2 separate regions of the Mus musculus genome follow, and region 1 is linked to region 2. The links are chromatin contacts, called in public Hi-C maps. All regions are on one chromosome and are shown on one strand. Each heading gives the region's core, a stretch centred on a gene start, on an enhancer-like site or on the middle of the called end of the contact. The rest is flanking DNA. Distances are from core to core; before and after follow the strand shown.

The links. Hi-C and Micro-C count contacts between places; a contact is called where the count stands out from the background.
Region 1: a contact with region 2 is called in a Hi-C map of cerebellar granule neurons, with 3 times the contacts expected there. The contact joins two enhancer-like sites. A contact is called at or near these places in 1 of 15 datasets of contacts at CTCF or cohesin (pro-B cells), 2 of 484 Hi-C or Micro-C datasets (the HPC-7 cell line and cerebellar granule neurons), 1 of 115 datasets of contacts at active chromatin or transcription factors (astrocytes) and 1 of 9 other capture datasets (embryonic tail).

What each region holds. Positions count from the first base shown.
Region 1 is chr4:13,777,457-13,780,750 of GRCm38.p6, forward strand. It overlaps a transcript of Runx1t1 not described here. Among named protein-coding and RNA genes, the nearest start is that of Runx1t1, 5.7 kb to the right of the region's middle. Within about 2 kb of position 1,590, at least 41 of the 459 cell types and tissues checked have an H3K27ac peak or open chromatin away from gene starts, as enhancers often do. A contact at or near this core is called in cerebellar granule neurons, where this site is marked.
Region 2 is chr4:13,406,643-13,409,894 of GRCm38.p6, forward strand. No RefSeq gene overlaps it. Among named protein-coding and RNA genes, the nearest start is that of Gm46881, 110 kb to the right of the region's middle. Within about 2 kb of position 1,714, at least 27 of the 459 cell types and tissues checked have an H3K27ac peak or open chromatin away from gene starts, as enhancers often do. A contact at or near this core is called in cerebellar granule neurons, where this site is marked.

The sequences.
Region 1 (3,294 bases), core at 340-2,839, 370 kb after region 2:
ATGGGTAGGGGTTGCTCTGGCCAAGAGCAGGTTGCCAGCTGGGCCAGTGATCTAGTTCTGTTGTCAGTGTACCCACAGCAGTGGAAAAGGGACCTTTTCACATAAAAGGCAATCTTGACAAACTTTCTGAAAACGTTAATGAGGTATAAATGAATAATCTTAGTAAGTTGAAGTGCTGAATTTGCTAAGCGAACTGAGCTGAGGTTCAAAGATTTGAAGCGCTACTGTATTTTCTATATTCCAATATACAGCAGTGTGGTGGGGCGGATGGGTGCGAACGCCGCTGGAGTCATTTTGTCTTGGTGCTGTAGCAGATGTGCTATACTGGGACCTCTGGACAGAGAAAGCACAGTTAGGGATGGAATTTGGTAATAAAACTCATTCTAGCTAAAAGTGGGTTTTTCTTTTTAAAGTTTGAATCTACATACAAATGTAACAAATTAGTGTATGTGTATAGATTTGAAGAATTTGCAATATGGAGAAAAGGTGATGGGAGTTTGTTAGAGATTAAAAAGTGCTGAGGAAAAAAATATGATCAGAAAAAAAAAATGTGGGCTCTTGTATTGCTGTGTCCTTGCTCCACCTGGTGGATTTTGCTGAAAGTGTTTAAGTCTGTGTTAATGAAAAGAATTAACCACTACACAGTTCCTCTGAGCATAGCAAGAGTCTTGTTGGTGTTTAAAATATTCCTATGTTTATGGTTTTTGTTCTGTAATTTCATTGCATTGAAAGAAATGTATATTATATAGAATCCATGTGGTTCAAACATATGTATGTTCGTTTTCGGAAATTTGGAATATTCCGAAAGTAACCCTCACATGAAATCCCCCTGCATAGGGCCATCATTACCAGTTCCACACTTAGTATTACTTATTCTGGAGCCCCAGCTGGTTCCGATCTTGCTCTGTAAATTAGCCTGGATTTGAACTTGTTCCACTCCTCTAAGCCTCTACTATTGGATTGGTTTTAAGGATAGATGTTATCAGAAGAGAACCAGCTTGCATTTTCGCTGATTTAAAAATACGTTGAATGTTTACTACTAAGTCAAAGAATGATGACAGGCATCGGGCTGATTATAATCATTTTTGCAGAACTGCTTCTCAGGCTCAAAGGTGGTGGTGTGTCAGTGTTTAGCAGAAAGGTTTTTTTCTCATTGAGCTTCATGTCCAAGACACAAAGGTAGAGACTAACGGTGCCTTATGCATTCATGGGGTTGGTAATATCTGTTGTTTGCTGGCCTTGTACAGACTGCTTTCTCTGGCAATCTTAAGAATTCAGTTGTGCTTTGATCAGCTTACTGCTTTCCTTAGGTTATTATTATTTTTTTAATCCCTTAGATTCTTACATCGCTGTAACAGAAGGTGAAGTTTTGAAAACAGTGTCTCCATATGCAAGGGATTTGGAGACCTTTTTATTGTCTTTAACACTGTCATTCATGGTCCTCATTAGCATTTATTGTTGCAAGCCTACAAGCAGAAAATGTGAAATTGGTATGTCATGAATAGCCCCACAGAGCTCTGGAGCCCTCTGATTTTGCCTGCAGTGTGGTGTGGGCTGGGCTTTGAGGGAAAGCTGTCCAGATGGCTGCCTGCACACAGCAGAGCTGCAGGTTTTTGTCTCTGGTGCTGAGAGGAGGGGAAGTTCACTGGAGCATACGCCATCACCCTTGCATTTTAACAAAACTAACTAGCCATTAGTCAAGATGGGAGGGTGATGACATCGAGACAAAGGTTTTCCATATAGTGTTACAAGCTGTGTCACAGGATAGGGCTGAGCTGCTAGGTACCTTCTCTTTTAACCCAGTGGGTTTTGTGGTTGGAAAACGAGATGGAAATGGTAACTTCTTTGCAAATTGGTGTGCAGGTGGGTCTTTTACAGATCTCTTTTTTAAATTTGTTTAAATTGGAAGATGATATTTTATGCTAAAAGAGTCTATAAAGCTAGGATTCCTCACTAGGGCTAAGAACCTAAGTGTTGTTTTATTTAAAAGCTGAAAAGAAAGAATTTAGACCATTTTTCCTGCAGAGAAATCTACTTTTAAGAACATTAGTACATTTAAGTCTCATTTACATAAAATAATGTTCAACCAATGTGTGTTAAAAACAGTTTTCAGATTTTAGAATTTCTTAAATGTTAGGTCTGAGAGTCAAAAGTTGTCAATTATAAAAGATATACAATAATAAATATACTGTGCTAGTATAAGATCATGGCCACTATTATAAACAAATAATAATTACAGATACAGGTTCTATTTTCTGTTAGCAAGTGATATTTTTGAGATTTCATTTTGCACAAATACTAGTAAACCTACACAGTGTGCACATAATAACAGACATATTTGCTTTCATATGCGGAGTGTGTATATATTTGAGGTTTTCTTCTTTTTTTCTCTTTCTCTTTCCTTCTGTTTCTCTCTCTGTGTCTCCCTCTCTGTCTCTGTTTCTGTCTCTCTCTTTTTGTCTCCCATTCATAAAGTCTTACTGTGCAGTTCTGACTGGCCTGAAACTTGCTATGTAGACCAGGCTGGTTTCAAAAATTCAGAGATTCACATGACTCTGTCTCCTGAGTATTGGTATTAAACATAGGCATCACCCTACCCACTGGATAACATATGTTGACCAGAATTCAAAATAAAATACATTGCTACATTGCTTCAAAAACTGCCAAAATGATTGTCAGTGCATATGTATGTATGTATGTATGTATGTATATATATGGAGGAAAATGCCACAGAGATTGGCTTATTAAGAAGACATTATTTTTTTGAGGCTGGAAGTTTCACACTAGTTTTAGAGCTCAGTATTAACCCACATAAGCTAACAGAGATAAAAAAGAAAAAGTCAAACTGAGTTTGTCATAAGACAAAGATGAACTGTAGAGCTGTGTTATAGCCATCTAGCTCCCTGCCTTCCCCTGGCCCAATAGAGTAGGATTTCTCCAAGGACCACATAGCATGGTCTCCCCAGGATGGAGGGGGCTTGTCCATCTAGTTGCAAGTGATCCAAGCAAAACAGCCTTTCTGCCTCTATAACGTCTGTCTAATCACCTACTAAGTCAACCTTCTCTCAGGTATGTTTCCTTTTAATCCCTTACATCTTAGTGCTTAGCACTTAGGCCCTCTAGGACAACCCCAAGGAGTCTTTGACCCCCTGATGTTTACACACCCTTCAGATTCTTACGGTGACAGACAAAACACTCTTCCTTTGTCACTTAGGCAAAGTTCTTGGGGTCTCTCTGTGCATCAGCTGACAGTCGAGGAGGTGCAGGTGTTTGCCAATCACTTCCCCCAAACAA
Region 2 (3,252 bases), core at 464-2,963:
ATGATCACACACACACACACACACACACACACACACACACAGACACACTATGGTTAGAGTAGATGTGTCTTCAAAAGATTCAGTTCTATCTTCATGATGAAAACTCCAGGAACTATTTGCATTATGTTGCTATGCCCAGGAAAACTTCTAGAGTCTAAGAAAAACTATGGATTTTTTGTTTACAAGATTCCAATTTCCCACAAATAAGGACCTATTCAAGAGCCATGTTGTTGTGAACTTTTGCCCCTCACAAGTAGAATCATGTCAGAGCTCCCAGTTTGTGCTCATTTGATTACTCAAATAGACTCTGCTTTCTGTCCAAGTATTAAATTTACCAATGGTACTTAATGGTGCTATTTAATATTTAATACTTAATGTTTAATAGAGGTCAACAATAAAATTGTAACCATGTACAATGTGAAAGACAAAGAATTATGCAAATCCCCTTTCCTTCATGAGGTGATTTCCCATGGGACAGAATGAGGACAAACAGGTCCTCCTTTAGCATCAAGACACTAAGATAGTGAGTACATTTGGAGTGAAAAATTTCAAATTGAGTATAATTAAAGAGATACTTCAAATATCACCTCATTCAAGACAAGGTATAAACAAACGCATAGATCACGTGACCTTAGAGCTCTCGGGATGCTTGAAAATCTTCACAAGGCTTTTGTGTATGTCTCAGACTTATGAAGTGGAAGGTATGACATGCATAGAAAACAGAATTGGAAAAATGGCAGAGTTAGGTCTACAGGCAAAGTTTTCTCTTGTTGACTCTCCTGTTTTCTGTCCATCCTCAACGTTCTCTATGGAGAAATGTAGGACAAAAAGTGATTGTAGGAAAAAATAATACTGTTGAGGAAGAAAGGAGAGTGAGAGGAATTCCTGGTTTGATAGCAGACCAATGATTCAGTAAACACAACTGAGTCCACCCACTGAAGAGTTAAAATGACTTATTTGTCTTATTTACTTACCTTGGCATCAGATGCAACAAGACTTCAAGGCAGCAACCTGGGGCAAAAAGAAATCAATAACTAGAAATAGCTATGCCATGGTACTAGTTTCAAAGGGCAATCATTTCATTTTTCTTTGATATTTCATGGTCTTTGTCACCGTAAATTAATACAGAAGAGATCAAAGTCCAATTGAACTTTACTAAGCATTTGAAAACTATTATTATTATTATTATTATTATTATTATTATTATTATTAAAGTCACTAGCAGCCTTCTATGTTTCTTGCATTTCACCAATTGTGTCCAAAGGTCTGAAAGTGCATCCCCCAAGAATTACTTTTTTTTTTTTTTTTTTTTTTTTTAACTTAGGTAGAACTGTTGGACGGATTTGCCTGGTCTTGATTAGATTAGATTTAGCCTTATCAGCTAGGTCATTCTATTTAACTCCTTACTCTTACAATAAAAGGATGACCACTTCCCATCAGTGCCTGCTCACAATCATTTATCCTTAATATGCCTGGAAGAAACAGAGAAATGAAAGAAGACACTTTCTCATTCATGATTCTTAAAATAAAAAAAAAAAAAGAAAAAAAAAAAAAAGCATTCTCCTGCCCTCTCCCTGGTCTCCTGATATTGCACGCATGGCTTGCTCTCAGCCTGCTCCCAGACAAGCTAGGGCAGGCCCTATAATATGATTCAAATTGCAATCTCATGTCTTGCGTTCCCCAAACACTTCATCTCCCCTGCAACCTGGAACTTTCATTCTGGTCCCCAATTAGACTAATATCTCTGCCCAGCTCCGATTGGGGGTGATGGATAGGCTGGGAGGGGGGAGGGAGACGGGGCGATTTTTTCAGCTCCTCTGCATTCCCACAGGCACGCAGCATTTGACAGATTGGGCAGAACTGCCACGAAAGAGTCTGACACAGATGGTGTAATTAGAAAATGCGAAGTGCGAGTGTGAAATTTATCTTTGATCAGCACCTCCTTGCCAGACTGTCATCTATGTTAATATGATGATGGCTTCTTGGAGATGGATAGAAGGATATAGCAGCCTTGAAGAGGAAATGGAGGCTGTTCACCCCATCGAAAAGATATTCTATTTGCTTCTGAAATCCAATCAATTTCACCAGGCCAAAATGCAATTGTACTTATTTAATTCACATGGAAAAAATAAGCCTAACCAGATTCACACACTTTATTAAGTCTGTAATCAATATGGAAAATCTGAGCATTAGTTAGAAGGGGAGACATGTTAATTTTTAATAGAGCAATAAATAAAAGAAATACAGTCTCTGACGATAGGAGCTGTTGAAGACAATTCACATCTGTCCTTATCAAGTTTCTATGAAAAATGAATACAGGGAACTCACTACACTCCATAGTGTTAAAACTCCAAACCCTGCCAGAAAATGTTATTTTCCACAGTTCCTGCATTCTGTTTCAAAATAACACCTGTGATTTGTGTTCAATCCAAAACATAGCAGCCTTATTTTTCTTGATGTTTTCTATTTTAAACTAATCTTTCTACACCTAGCAATTAATAAAGAACATATTAGCCAGGACTTAGTCAAATTATTTCCTCTTCATATTGTCTTCCTGAAGTTTTAGGATGTTTTCCACAAATGGGACCAAGCCTCACCACCACCCATTTCTCCTTAAGGTTTTCTGTCTAGTAACAATAATCTTTCTGTGGATGGCTTCAAAGGTTCAGGCTTTACAAGCAACCGTGATAGACTACATTTTACTATAATCTGCTCAAATGTTCACATTGATGGTGCTAATTTTGAGCAAGGTAAATTAGCATAATTAATGACCAGCCAAATTTGGGGGTAATACAGTATGTAATTAACATTAGAGAGTTCTGTTGTGCCACCTGCCCCCACATCTCATTGTTACAGGGATCGAACTGTACAGGAGGAGATTTTCCCCTTTGCTGCACTGAGCAGAAAGCAGCTTTCTTCATCAGAATAAGCCATTAGCTGTAATGGCTTGTAGGTGTAATGGAATGTGCGCGAAACATCTGTGCTGAGAGCAGGGGAGAAATTGCTGCATGCAGTCGTAGGCCTTTGGGGAGCTTGATTAAGGGTTGCTTCAGAGAACTGGAGATCTGGCTTGGGATGTAAGAGGGGAAAAAAAGTAAATAAATAAATAAGAAAGGGGAAAGGAAGAGAGAAGAAAGGAAAATAATGCTAATAGATTTATGGATGCACTGCAGGGAGAACAAAGGATTTTTAATTCTTTCCTTCCTTTATTGCTCTTGTATTGCATCTGCTCTCTGCTGGGCTCTCACTTAT